Linked DNA regions of Mus musculus: regions 2, 3 and 4 are each linked to region 1. The links are chromatin contacts, called in public HiChIP or PLAC-seq and promoter capture Hi-C maps. All regions are on one chromosome and are shown on one strand. The core of a region is the stretch at or near the end of the contact, and the rest is flanking DNA. Distances in the headings are between cores, read along the strand shown. Region 1 holds the start of Ano3 (anoctamin 3). Region 2 holds the start of Ccdc34 (coiled-coil domain containing 34). Region 3 holds the start of Fibin (fin bud initiation factor homolog (zebrafish)). Region 4 has its middle 7.0 kb from the start of Gm22997.

What was found. Promoter capture Hi-C pulls out the DNA fragments that hold promoters and counts their contacts. HiChIP or PLAC-seq counts read pairs in DNA pulled down with a chosen protein or histone mark.
Region 2: an H3K27ac HiChIP or PLAC-seq map of stem cell-derived neural progenitor cells shows a contact between it and region 1, with 5 times the contacts expected there. The contact joins the promoter of Ccdc34 here to the promoter of Ano3 in region 1. A contact is called at or near these places in 1 of 39 promoter capture datasets (hippocampal neurons) and 1 of 115 datasets of contacts at active chromatin or transcription factors (stem cell-derived neural progenitor cells).
Region 3: a contact with region 1 is called in a promoter capture Hi-C map of liver, with 3 times the contacts expected there. The contact joins the promoter of Fibin here to the promoter of Ano3 in region 1. A contact is called at or near these places in 8 of 39 promoter capture datasets (the 3T3-L1 cell line, cranial neural crest, frontonasal cranial neural crest and 5 more).
Region 4: a promoter capture Hi-C map of maxillary cranial neural crest shows a contact between it and region 1, with 5 times the contacts expected there. The contact joins the enhancer-like site here to the promoter of Ano3 in region 1. A contact is called at or near these places in 8 of 39 promoter capture datasets (the 3T3-L1 cell line, cranial neural crest, embryonic stem cells and 4 more) and 4 of 484 Hi-C or Micro-C datasets (cerebral cortex, embryonic fibroblasts and embryonic stem cells).

The regions. Positions count from the first base shown.
Region 1 is chr2:110,948,776-110,951,740 of GRCm38.p6, forward strand. It overlaps Ano3 (anoctamin 3), which reads right to left and starts at 1,469. Exons shown (of 27, transcript NM_001128103.2): 1 at 1,283-1,469. The coding sequence starts at 1,328.
Region 2 is chr2:110,016,378-110,019,185 of GRCm38.p6, forward strand. It overlaps Ccdc34 (coiled-coil domain containing 34), which reads left to right and starts at 1,440. Exons shown (of 6, transcript NM_026613.4): 1 at 1,440-1,837. The coding sequence starts at 1,491.
Region 3 is chr2:110,361,390-110,364,242 of GRCm38.p6, forward strand. Fibin (fin bud initiation factor homolog (zebrafish)) reads right to left here and starts at 1,604. Exons shown (of 1, transcript NM_026271.1): 1 at 1-1,604. The coding sequence starts at 1,406. The coding sequence ends at 753. All of the region lies in intron 2 of Gm30319 (a long non-coding RNA gene), which reads left to right.
Region 4 is chr2:110,209,589-110,212,400 of GRCm38.p6, forward strand. It overlaps the pseudogene Gm13937. Among named protein-coding and RNA genes, the nearest start is that of Gm22997, 7.0 kb to the right of the region's middle. Within about 2 kb of position 1,308, at least 68 of the 459 cell types and tissues checked have an H3K27ac peak or open chromatin away from gene starts, as enhancers often do.

The sequences.
Region 1 (2,965 bases), core at 219-2,718:
GGGACATTTCAAGTTTCAGGGTCCCCCGAAGCATTAAAAAGTAACAGTATGAGACAGTTTCAAGTTTTCCATATCTTTCTTTTTCCCCCATAATGTTTATACATGTTTAATGAGGCAAGGAAATAAAACTTCTTGAAGTATTTTATTTTTCCTTAGAACACTTTGAGCTTAAATAGAACTTCACAGGAGCCCAAATTCACCTACTCCCACCGTCTCTCACTTTGTACCTAATTCCAACATACATTCAAAAGAGGATTCATGCAGATTACAGTTCCTGATGGGAAGTTCTTTCAGCACAATATGCTGCCTGAAGAATAAATCCCGACTAGGTTATTCTGGGGATATCCAAAGTTTTTGTTTGTTTGTTTGTTTGTTTGTTTAGAAACAAAGCCAAAGAGATACCATAAAGCAGTCATTTGGAGAAAGAATTTTAGAAGTAAGATTTCAATAAATTTTTATTTCAGTGAAAATGGAATGAATACTTGAAAATTACATATTTTAATGATTATATTAACAAATGCATCATAATTACCATTATTCATTCAGTAAATGGCATTAATGTTGAATAACTGCATAAGAGAATACCATTTCCAGAATCTATGTTAAAGAAATATGTGCTTTATGAGAAGCCATTTAAATAACAAAGCAGAACAAAGAGTGATTAAAAAAAAACATTCTTGATCTGACCATGCCCACGCAACTAGTGAAAATTTTGTGAAAGCTAAACGGTGGTCTGGGAAGTTCCAGGAAGACCCAAATACACATAAAAGTCGGAAACCCGTAATAAAAGTGGGGTCAGAAGAGAAAGTTTTCCAAGGAAATTATATCTGGGACCAGTCAACCGCTGGGATTTTTCCACGAATGCATTTATTATACAATTTTTCAAGCTCAGCACAAGTAATAAATTCTGCTCTTGTGAATCTTACAGGGTACTAGAAGCGCATACTGAGGCAAATATAACCCAAAATTTCACTCTTCAAACCCAGGGGTACTGCAGGAACCTTATCTGTTTAAACAGTTCACTGCAATGCACTGAAGGAGACTTAAGCGATATGAACAAACAAGTCCTGACATGACAGATTCTGTTCCCTCCCGGGCGCTGTGCGGCTCCGGATATCAGACTTATCTCCGTTGCAGGATAAAACATTAATAAAATGGGGTCCTAACTTTACAGAGTTCCACAGCTCTTCAACACAATACACGAGTGAAAAGGATGCTTTTGCAAGGAGATGCAGAGCGGGATGTGGTGCCCCCAGGGAAGAGAGAGAGAATTCTCACTGACCTTTTTGCTGTTTAAAGGACTGAATGGAGCCTGAGTGGTGGACCATTTTCACTCTGCGCGATCCAAAGGAGTTGAGGAGCTGTCGGAGAGGGATGCAGAGGAATTGCAGCCAGACTTTCCAGAGACACTCCTGGGGCTCTGAGTAATCCCAGAGCCACCAAGCTCATCGCAATCTGACACCTGCTTTAGCCAGCACTTAGCTCTGAAGGCTGTGTGCCCGCCAGTCTCATCGTCATAGCAACGTGGGAGGGCAGTCCGTGGCCGGCTCCCCTCAGTGGCTACTTCTGAAATAACCCCACATCCCGGCTGTTTCTCAGTGCTGCAGTGAGGGTGGGTGTTGTAAGGGGTTTGGTGCACGTGGGAGAGGAAGAAATTTCTTAAGGACAAGGCATAAATCCAAGCATTCCTTTAGAGCTATCACTAATGCACTCATTTTCAAGCTCTAAACCTCCTTATCAAACCCAGGCACCAGTATTAATTTCCTCGAAGTTGGTCTGTAAATAAAGAAGGGTGAAGCTGGCATCTGTCCTGACAAGAGGATACTAACAGATGTAGTTCTGTTTCCATCCTTCCTTCTTAAATATTCATGTGGGAGAGACCACAACATCCATGATCTGCCTTAGATAAGCACTAAGTTCTAGCATGCAACATTTAAGTTTTTTTTCTGCTTCAGCTACTTCGATTTTAATTTTTTGTGCGATACTGAAAGGTTTAATTCTTTCTAACAGATGCTGAAGAAATATCAACAATGGTACTCAATATAATCATAATTAAAAAGCCATAAAAATAATCTTATATTATAAAAAGAACCTGAAGCTCACAGCAACACACAAGTTCCATTATCACACAAATGGAAACAGTGTTTGGGAACACAAATTGGGAAATGAAGATACCTAACAGTCAAAGAGAGGAAGCAATCATGGCAGAAACACATGCAGTGGTTAAATGAGGGTAAGAACCAGCTCAAAATGGTTTCCAGTGTTCTCTCTCTCTCTCTCTCTCTCTCTCTCTCTCTCTCTCTCTCTCTCTCTCTCTCCCTCCCTCCCTCCCTCCCTCCCTCCCTCCCTCCCTCCCTCTCTCTCTCTCTCTCTCTCTCTCTCTCTCTCTCTCTCTCTCTCTCTCTCTCTCTTTTCATATAATCATGATTTCCTGATCCCAAATTCCTCCCAGAACAAGTTACATAAGGTATTATTGAACAGACATGCAACAATAGGGTCTGTTGGTTCCTAAGTTTGAAATTGTGTGAGACCAATTAATTTAGAATAAACTGAAGGTCCAAATAAAAGTAGATTTTAAAATGATAATGAAATTTCACAATTTTTAAAATCTCAAATAATTTGAATTATTGTTAATTTTTCTCTGTCTTCATACTTGTTGAATGATTCAAAGATGATAAATGTAGTAATATCAGCTTCAAGGAAAAAGGCATTCCCGTTATTCAGAGACATATAGACCCCAGAAACTTTAAATTGTGATTAATTATTATTTGTTATGGTTACTTATAAAGTAGATAGATTCAATAAGGCAGTTCTCTGGGTACTTTTTATTTCATTAGTAACAGGTTGTGAGATCATCTGAAACAAGAAATGGAACAGGAAGGAGGAAGTCAGAGACACCAGAGGGTCTACTGCAATGTACCCTGAGTAGAAAGAATATCAAGGACTATGCCATGATATTGAGCAG
Region 2 (2,808 bases), core at 190-2,689, 930 kb before region 1:
GGGTAGATTATTTTGGGGAGGATTAAATTAAGATCATTGCAGTTAAATAGCCTATGTAAGAATATTAAGAGGAAAACTACTGGTTCAAAGCCAGCTCCATTCCCTTCCCCAAAACCTTTAGGTTATTTTTTGGGGGAATGGAGGATCATTTTTCAAGTTCCTGTCTTTTTGAAGGTATAAGGTAGTCCAATGTCTCTGAGTTACTGACACCAAGGGTGTTTTCTGACAAAATATCTTAACCAGATATGCCAATACTGAATAACTGGAGTAAGTCACAACCATAAGCCTACTAAATCACGTTTCTTAGTTCATCGTACAGTTTTCTTCCAATGCCATTGTTTTTACTGGAAAAAAAAAAGAACAAAATAGTGCTAGCATGTCATTTATAGTCACTTTGCTTCGCTTTTGGTTGCTAGTATTTCTAACATATCTAACTGCGCTATGAAAATTCTACAGATACTCTCATTTCACTTGTGATTCTTACACTAATGTAATGTACATTAGCCAAAAGCTGCGTTTTTGTATGCAGTTTTGTGAGCATGAATAAGCAGCTCACTTTCAGTATCTGCCATCTTTTCCTTGCCGGCTTCAGTTAGATCCTCGGCCCCTAAAAGGAGAGTGCCAAGAAGTCCTAGAAAAATGCCTATTGCATCACAGTTCAAAATTTCATTTTAAAAAGAACGATGGATTTTAAGGTTGGCTCATGATTTGCTGCTCTGGTATGGACACGCTGGAGAGTGGACACAAATGCTTTGGAAGACTAGAAAGTTAACACAACCTGATAAAACCGATTGTGTTGCAGGGCAGCGGTGGCTCATGCCTTTAATCCCAGCACTTGGGAGGCAGAGGCAGGCGGATTTCTAAGTTTGAGGTAAGCCTGGTCTACATAGTGAGTTCCAGGACAGCCAGGGCTATACAGAGAAACCCTGCCTTGGCGACTGGGGGTCGGGGAACTGATTATGTTGACAGATGCTGCCCATACAGTGAGAAACTATGCCCACAGAGGATAAAGTTCTCTCCCTTAGACAAACAAAAACAAAAAAAACAACAACATAAATGAACTAAAAAATTCAATCACGAGTGCTAGATTTTTTTTTTTTTTTAGTGATCCTGAGCTTTTATGAGGAAGGGGGAATAACCATGGCTTCAGGCTTCTGCCTTTTCCTTTTAAAGGATCCGCTTTAGTGACACTGATAAGTGTCGTGCACCAAATGGCCTTCAACACCACAGCAAACACAGTACTCGGGACAGCATCAGGAATGGGCGGACGACTCGGGGAGACGCCAAGCTGAAGCTGTCAGTCAGGAACCTTCCTACCTGGACTGAGGAAGCCAAGCTCTTCCAGCCCAGACAAAGCCCCTTGCGGGCTACAAGCGTCGCTATGACAACACGGCCTAAAGCTGGCGCTGATTGGTCGGACGGCGCGCGCGGAGCCTGCTGGGAGAACGCGCCTTCGGCCTTGCTCGGGCCGTTTGAACTTGGCGGGCCTGATGCGGGCCGCTGGGCCGTGGCGGGCTGCCTCTCCGGCTCCGTGCACCCGTTACCTCGCCCGCTGCAAGCCGGGCTTCCGGCCCTCCTCGAGTTTTGTCGTCGACCTCTTAGTGGATTCCGGGGATCCAGGGCTGGAGGATGTGGCGCTGACCGAGTGCTTGTCGCCGCCGTCTCTGAGCTGCAGCAACTCCACCCTGTCCCTGTTGTCTCCCCTTGGCCACCAGAGCTTTCCGTTTGGCGCGGACGACAGTGAGGGGGAGGATGAAGAGGCCCTGGACGAAGATGCCCGTGAGTCCGAGAGCAAGGTGGAGAGCTTGGAAGGAATAGAGTTCCAGCAGCGCTCCAGGTAAACTCAAGGTTCGGCCCTCCCAGCACTTGTCAAGACTCCTTAGAGATGGCATTCAGAAGGCTTTGTTGTTACCCCGAGCCGCATAACCTCCTGTTTTCCAGCTCAAAGGCTGTGCAGCACTTGCATCCTAGGGTGCTGGGTAAATTCTTACAAATGGTCACTGATCTCCCATGATTCCTAGTTCCTTTTTCCTGAGATAGACGATTGCTGTCTCAGTTTCCATAGAAACTTACTGTACACAGTCGCAAGCACACAAAACTTGCTGCTAGGAGCCTTTAAAAGCCTCAAAAACCAGGTTGTCGACTCCAGAGCTCTTACCCATAAACTTAGCATCAAAATGTGTAGCTGGTGCTGGGTTGTAGGAAGTAGGTGCTTTAAATATAAAGAGCTGGGTACAGATGCCCAAAGGGTGCATGCATACTCTGCAGAGACAGGTTAACTGATCTGAGAGAGAACATTTAATGGAATAGTGAGTGTTCATCAAGGGGGTTAGTTAATAATGCCATCTTAATGTTTATTTACGTTGACTCATTCAGCAAACATTTACTATTTTGCCACATATTAGTGTAGGTAGAGATAAACAAGATATACAAGACTTCTATTATCAAGAAAGAAAAGCCCAAATCATTTCACAAAGAAAACTATATTAGAATACATATAGAAAGTCTACTTAGGCTAGAGAGAGCTCAGTGCTTAAGAGGGCTAACTGCTCTTGGAAAGGACCCAGGTTCGAGTCCAAGGACCTTCATCATCGGGTGGTTCACAACCACCAGTAACTCTAGTTCCAGAAAATCTGACACTGTCTCCTACTGACATCTGTATGCTTGCACTTGGTGCACATAAACTCATACCCAGTGCGTATATACTCATAAATAAAGATAAACCTTTTAAAAGGTGGGGATGCGAAGAATCTTTTTTTAAGGCCTGCCTCAAAGGCGTAGAGCTAGTACAGGCAGCCCGGGGCTTAG
Region 3 (2,853 bases), core at 354-2,853, 590 kb before region 1:
ACCCTCCCTCTGGAAATATAAGTTTTCAATAAACAAAAGGAAGCAATGCTATCTGAGTCCAAGAAGAAAAAAACATGCTGACAACTTAAATCATAGACACTTGAGTGTTAAGCAATCTGTTTCTTTGATGGTGAAGTGAAAGACACATCATGAGTGGGCAACCACCCTAAAGTTTTGCTATCTTAAATGTTGCATCTTCAACTTACACAAACCCACAATGGAACTTTGAACATCTTACTGGTGGTGATTTGCATGCAAATTCTCAATAACACTCTTACAACAAAACAGAAACAACTAAGAACATGGTAAATAAATAAGAGCGAAAGGAGAATCAATGAACTTCCTTGTCTGGCAGGCATGCCACACACCTGGGACCTCATCTGAAAATCAGGCATCTCAGCCTTCAGAGACCAAAGAGAAGCCTGCTGATGCAAAGGAGCCACGCACCTCGTCCCCCGCCAGGATGTGGAAGTTTAATCAGTCTTTCCACACAAATGCATCCTTTAGATGGAGTCGAAAGAAGAGATTCTGTTAGAGCAATAAAACCCTTTAGGAAATAACCCAGGGGTTAGTTTAAAATTGCTTTTTTTTGCAAGTGAAAAATCCTTAATAATAACATAAATAATGCACAAAACCAAACTAAAATCAGAATAACTCAACTTATTAAAATTTTTCTTTCTTTTCGAAAGATGACTTCAGACGTGTTCTGAAAGTGCAAATTTGGATAAAATGAAGCAGTTACAATGGAAATATTAGCCTGTCTTCTGTGCCCCACCCTCCAGATAGTCGCTTTTCAGTCGACCTAAGCGGGTCCCATGGCTCCTGATGGTATGTGCCAGCAGCTCGTATTTGTCTCTGAGCCCCACAGAGATGTCCAGTGTCTCCTTCAGCAAGGACCTGGTGTGGACCAGCATCCCCAGGAAGTCCTCATTGAGTCTGCTTTCCTGCCGGCTATCCTGCTCTTGGCCCTGCTTGAACTTGCTTTCCAGCTCAGTGAGGGACTTGTCAGAGTTGGAGTAGGCATCCCCGATCTGGTGGGACTCCCGCCTCAGGTACTTGCCATAGCTCTCTTCCCCATCCAGGTCGTAGGAGATGCTCTTGCTGATGCCCTCCAGGACGCGTCCAGCATCCTCCACCTGGCGGCCCAGTACTGTGAACTCCTCTCGAAGAGTGAGGCTCAGCAAGCTACTGGCTTGGCCCCCTTCCCCCTGGGAGCAGCGCCTGCGATCACTCACCCTGAAGAGCAGCTGGCATTTCTCGGGGTCATCATTCTCCTCATAGTCTCCATCAGGCACGAAGTAATGATGCAAAGTCCCATTAGACATTTCTGGGTACAGGGGGCCATCAAAGTAGCCTCGACACAGGTGGCAAAAGAAACCCATCCAGATCAACTTCGGGAACACCATTCTGGATATTCGGGAGAAGCGTTTTAGTCCAGGAACAAGGAAAAAGGTTCCCCCGGGTGTCAGCGGCTTCGGGAGAAGGCGCCCTCCTCAGGCGCAGCTCGCTTGCCGCTCTCTGATCCTGGTTCCTCCACAGGCTTCATGTGGCTCTACGCAGCAGCGGTGTGCACCACGCTCCTCAGCGTCCCTGATCCTCTCTCTACTGAGAGGCTGGACCTTTGCTGTTTTAGCAGGATAGCCCGACCCACCGACTGGGGACCTGCTGCTCCAGGCGCTGGCTTTGCGGTCACCTTCGGAGTTCCCTCTGGCTCCAGGGAGACGGAGCTAGTAGCTAAGGGAAGCTGTTCTGACACTGTTTCAACCCCTGGACTGGGTGGGAATGCAGCGTTTTCTTTCCCCTTGGCTAAAGATATCCTGAGGATTGCAGGACTCTCAAATTACAGCTAGTTTCGTCACTTGGAAGCCAAGGAACAAATTTGGAAAGAAAGCTTTCACCAGTTCCTTTATTAAAGGTACAGGGTCTCCTTTTTTCAATCTTGAAAAAGGAGACCCTGTACAATAAGACGTATCTTGAATGGGGATAGTAGAGGATAATTATAAACATAAAATCCAGCTGCTATTAGCATATTTAGGAAAGAGGTGATTGCTTCAGAGAAATGGCATTTCAGACATTTAAATACCAGATGAGAAATGTATTTTTTTTTACTCATTTTCAAAACGTTATTTTTTAAATAAAAAATTTGAAGTATTGGAAATAGTTTTGTTTGGAAATGGTTTAAAGGTTATTAAAATCAATACTTTTGAAACAAAATGAATATAGATAACCGATTTTTTATATTCATAGTGCATAGTTACTAATAAAAATAAAAATAAAAGTTTCCAGTTTAATCAATAAGAGGACAACTGGGACCTCTGTGTAATCTATTAGATAACGTTCCAGTGAGCCTTACTGAGTCTTTTGTGTAGTATTTGACTGCTGGGGTCTCCTGTCAGTTACTTATGAGGTTGGAATATTTATCTACAGTTAGAACGTTAAGCAAATTGACACGATCTCATAGATTGTATTCAACCATTAAGGTACAAAGATTTAAATTTAAGTTAAAAAAACCGTACTGCTTTGAAAGAAAATATTTTTATTTTAATTAATTCACAAATAGTGACATTACCACAGCTGGTTTAAAAAAGCCACCCAAACACGAGTCCAGCTGCCAGTTCCATAGCCTCTCCATAAATACACATGTCCTCAGAACACCATGTTCCATAGCTATTCCAAAGCAACGAAGCTCCTGCTAGTGTTTAAGTTGTGGATTCAGGCAGTACACATTCTCTGCCAATGCTTTTCCTGTTTATATATTCATATAACTTGTCCATCCCAGCTAATTTCTTCAACTTGTACTTCTTGATTGAACTAACCCATTTCTAAGTCTATACTGTATCAGCAGCACATGGA
Region 4 (2,812 bases), core at 58-2,557, 740 kb before region 1:
CGCCATGTTCTCCCAGGACCCAGCCGTGACAGCTCAGCAGGTGAACCCTCAGCCTTTCTCCCATCAAGTAACAGAACCGAGCTGAATCCAGACTGCAACCACTTCCAATAAGTCAGCTTTTGGGAAAGCCACCGATTTTCCGAGCCACAAAGGTCAAGATATCCACTGGATTTGAGACAACCAGTAGCTTGCAGTGTGGACTGTACTTCACATTGTTCGGAATGATGAACTTGAAGATGTTCACGTTTCTCTGTACCAGATTAAGTCAGCTCTCTCCCTCTTGCTGATGGCCCCCGCTGTGATGACCAGCTTGGAGTTTTCAACTACACAATAGTCTTTGCTGGAGATAATTTTTGGTATTTTAAGGAAGAGGCTGCCATGCTGGAGATCCATCATCTCTCCCTTTGGTTTCCATGACGTCAACAAGGGCAAGCTCATCTGCCAAGTCCTTCGTTAAGATACTGATGGCACAAGCCATGCCAACAGTACCAACCCTCAACAACTGTAATCTTGTTCTGGAGGACCTGTTCTTCCTTAAGAAGATTCACAATCAGCTGGTCCTTGAGGGTTGCCACCATCTTGGACTTTGAATCTTTTGAGACCGCTAGTGCACGATGGGGGGGGGGGGGGGTGACGGGCGAGCAGAAGCAGCGTGGCTCAGCGACAGTGGCTCCAGCACCTTTCCCCAGTTATTATTTGATAGGATTTATCATCCAAACTGGGCCGTGCCACTCTTATTCCTGGTACAGAGTCAGTAGAAAAACTACTTCAGTACATGACCCAGCACATTGCTTGCTTTATATCCAGAGTCTACAAAAACCACTCCCGTCTATCCTTTAACCAAGGGCTTACTTGTCGTATTTCACAGATAAAGAAACTGAGTTATAAAAAGCAGGTGGCAGGGTCAAAGCTTGAGTGCAGTCTTCAGTCTCTATCCAGCTTTTTCCTCTCAACCCAGCCCAGGCCATCTGGGAGAGGCAGGAACTCTAATGAAATCTGACTGCTGGCCTTGGGTGTTGGACTCCTTCAGTATGTCTGGAAACAAGGAGGAAACTTACTGACTGGAGCTTCCTACATCAATACTGAATTGACACAGAGAGCTAACTGATAGTGTGTTCCAGTAGCAGAAAGAGGAAATGCATGAGGCAGCTCGATTGTAATTAAGAATGAGTGGAAAACAGGAAAACAAATGGTCTCACAGGCAGGCCAAATATGGTGTTGCTTGGATGAGTTCCTTCCTGCTCTTGGCAAAGTAGTTACCATTCATGCCTCAGAAGGCGCTCAAGATGTCCAGCGCTCCTGGAGGCTCTAACAGTGGGTTCATTGAACAGTTCAACAGTCTGTGGACTGTAGTACGCAAAGCACTGGATAGAGGGGGGCTAGGAGGAGCAGAAGCAGAAATGAATGTAGTAGGCTCCCTGCTTTTGATTTGCTTCTGGCCTCATGGGAAAGACTGTTCTGGTAAACAACTTCTTGGAACATGAGGCAGAATGAAGTAAGCGCCATAACTGAGGGAAAAAGTAAGATCCCCGAGAGCCAGCGGCCAGAGAATGCTTTCCAACAGGGATAATGGAAGCTTCAGGTGGGGAAGAGATTTATTGCAGGCCTCGAAGGACAGTGGAATTTATCTGGAAGAGAACAGGGGGAAAATTCTGGGCTCAAGGCCTAGAGATCACAGGCTTATTTCATATGTTCTAGTTTATTAGGGGACCATGGTAGGGTGAGCAAGCTGTGATCAGCTGGAGCCAAGAGAGGGCCAGGCACAAAGAAGAACAATGGAGAGGTGGCTTTCATGGGCTTATGTTCAGGAACTAGGGAGGAGTTGGCTCTATTCTACTACTCAATTCTCCTTACTGAATCCTTAATGGGAATAGAATTGAATAGAAGCAAATTGGGAAATTAATTAGATCTCTGAGTACCTAGTAAACCTCAGCAGAGGTCTAGGATGAATGCTGACAAGATCAAAGACTAACTTGATTTTAAAATTATACAACAGTGCTCGACTCTTAATCTCTCTGACAAGCTCAGTTCTGTACATAGGCAAAGAATAGCTTGCTCAGGCATGCATATGGAAATATGATATGGATATTCCTCCTGGATTACATTCCTAGCTGTGTGGAGACGTTAAAGGTACAGAAACACAGGTACCTTTAACGAAGTGATCTGATACCAAAGAAAATGTGACATGAACAGTGGTCCAGAAATTTGAGTAATCACAAAGGGTGTTGTGGAAGGGATGGTAGAGGTTTTCATAGCATCAAGAGGGGTTGGAAGCTTCCTGCCTCTATAGACAACAGCGCACAGGAATCCAGAAGCAGATCCAAGAGACACAGCTTATAACAAAGTCTGTAGCTAATAAGGTTAGCAGGGTATATGAGGCAGAAAATGGTAACTGGTAACAGGGCCAAAAAGTTAGTGGGAAATAAAGATCAGGAAAGATGGGAGAAGGAACTCCAGTTCCAGAGGATTCAACTCCCCCTTCTGCTTTCTTAGTGCTCTCTTGAGATCTCATCCTTGGTAAATCTCAGACAATGGCACTTGTATGCAGCAGATCTGGTAGTAACCGGTGTGGGAGTTTGGGAGGAGATGTATCTGCAGCTGTTGGAAGTAGAGTGGGAAGAGGATCTTCAGGTTTTCCTGCTCCCAACTCTTATTAGTAGCAAGAGTGCTTTGCCATTTTATGTGCTATTGTTTATTTGACAGGCATGGTAGCACATGATTGTAACCAATCCTGGACTGCCACAACCAACAAACTAAATAGATTATGCCTTTTAAAGAAGGGGTTTCCCAGAAGTTCGGAATCCCAAGATAC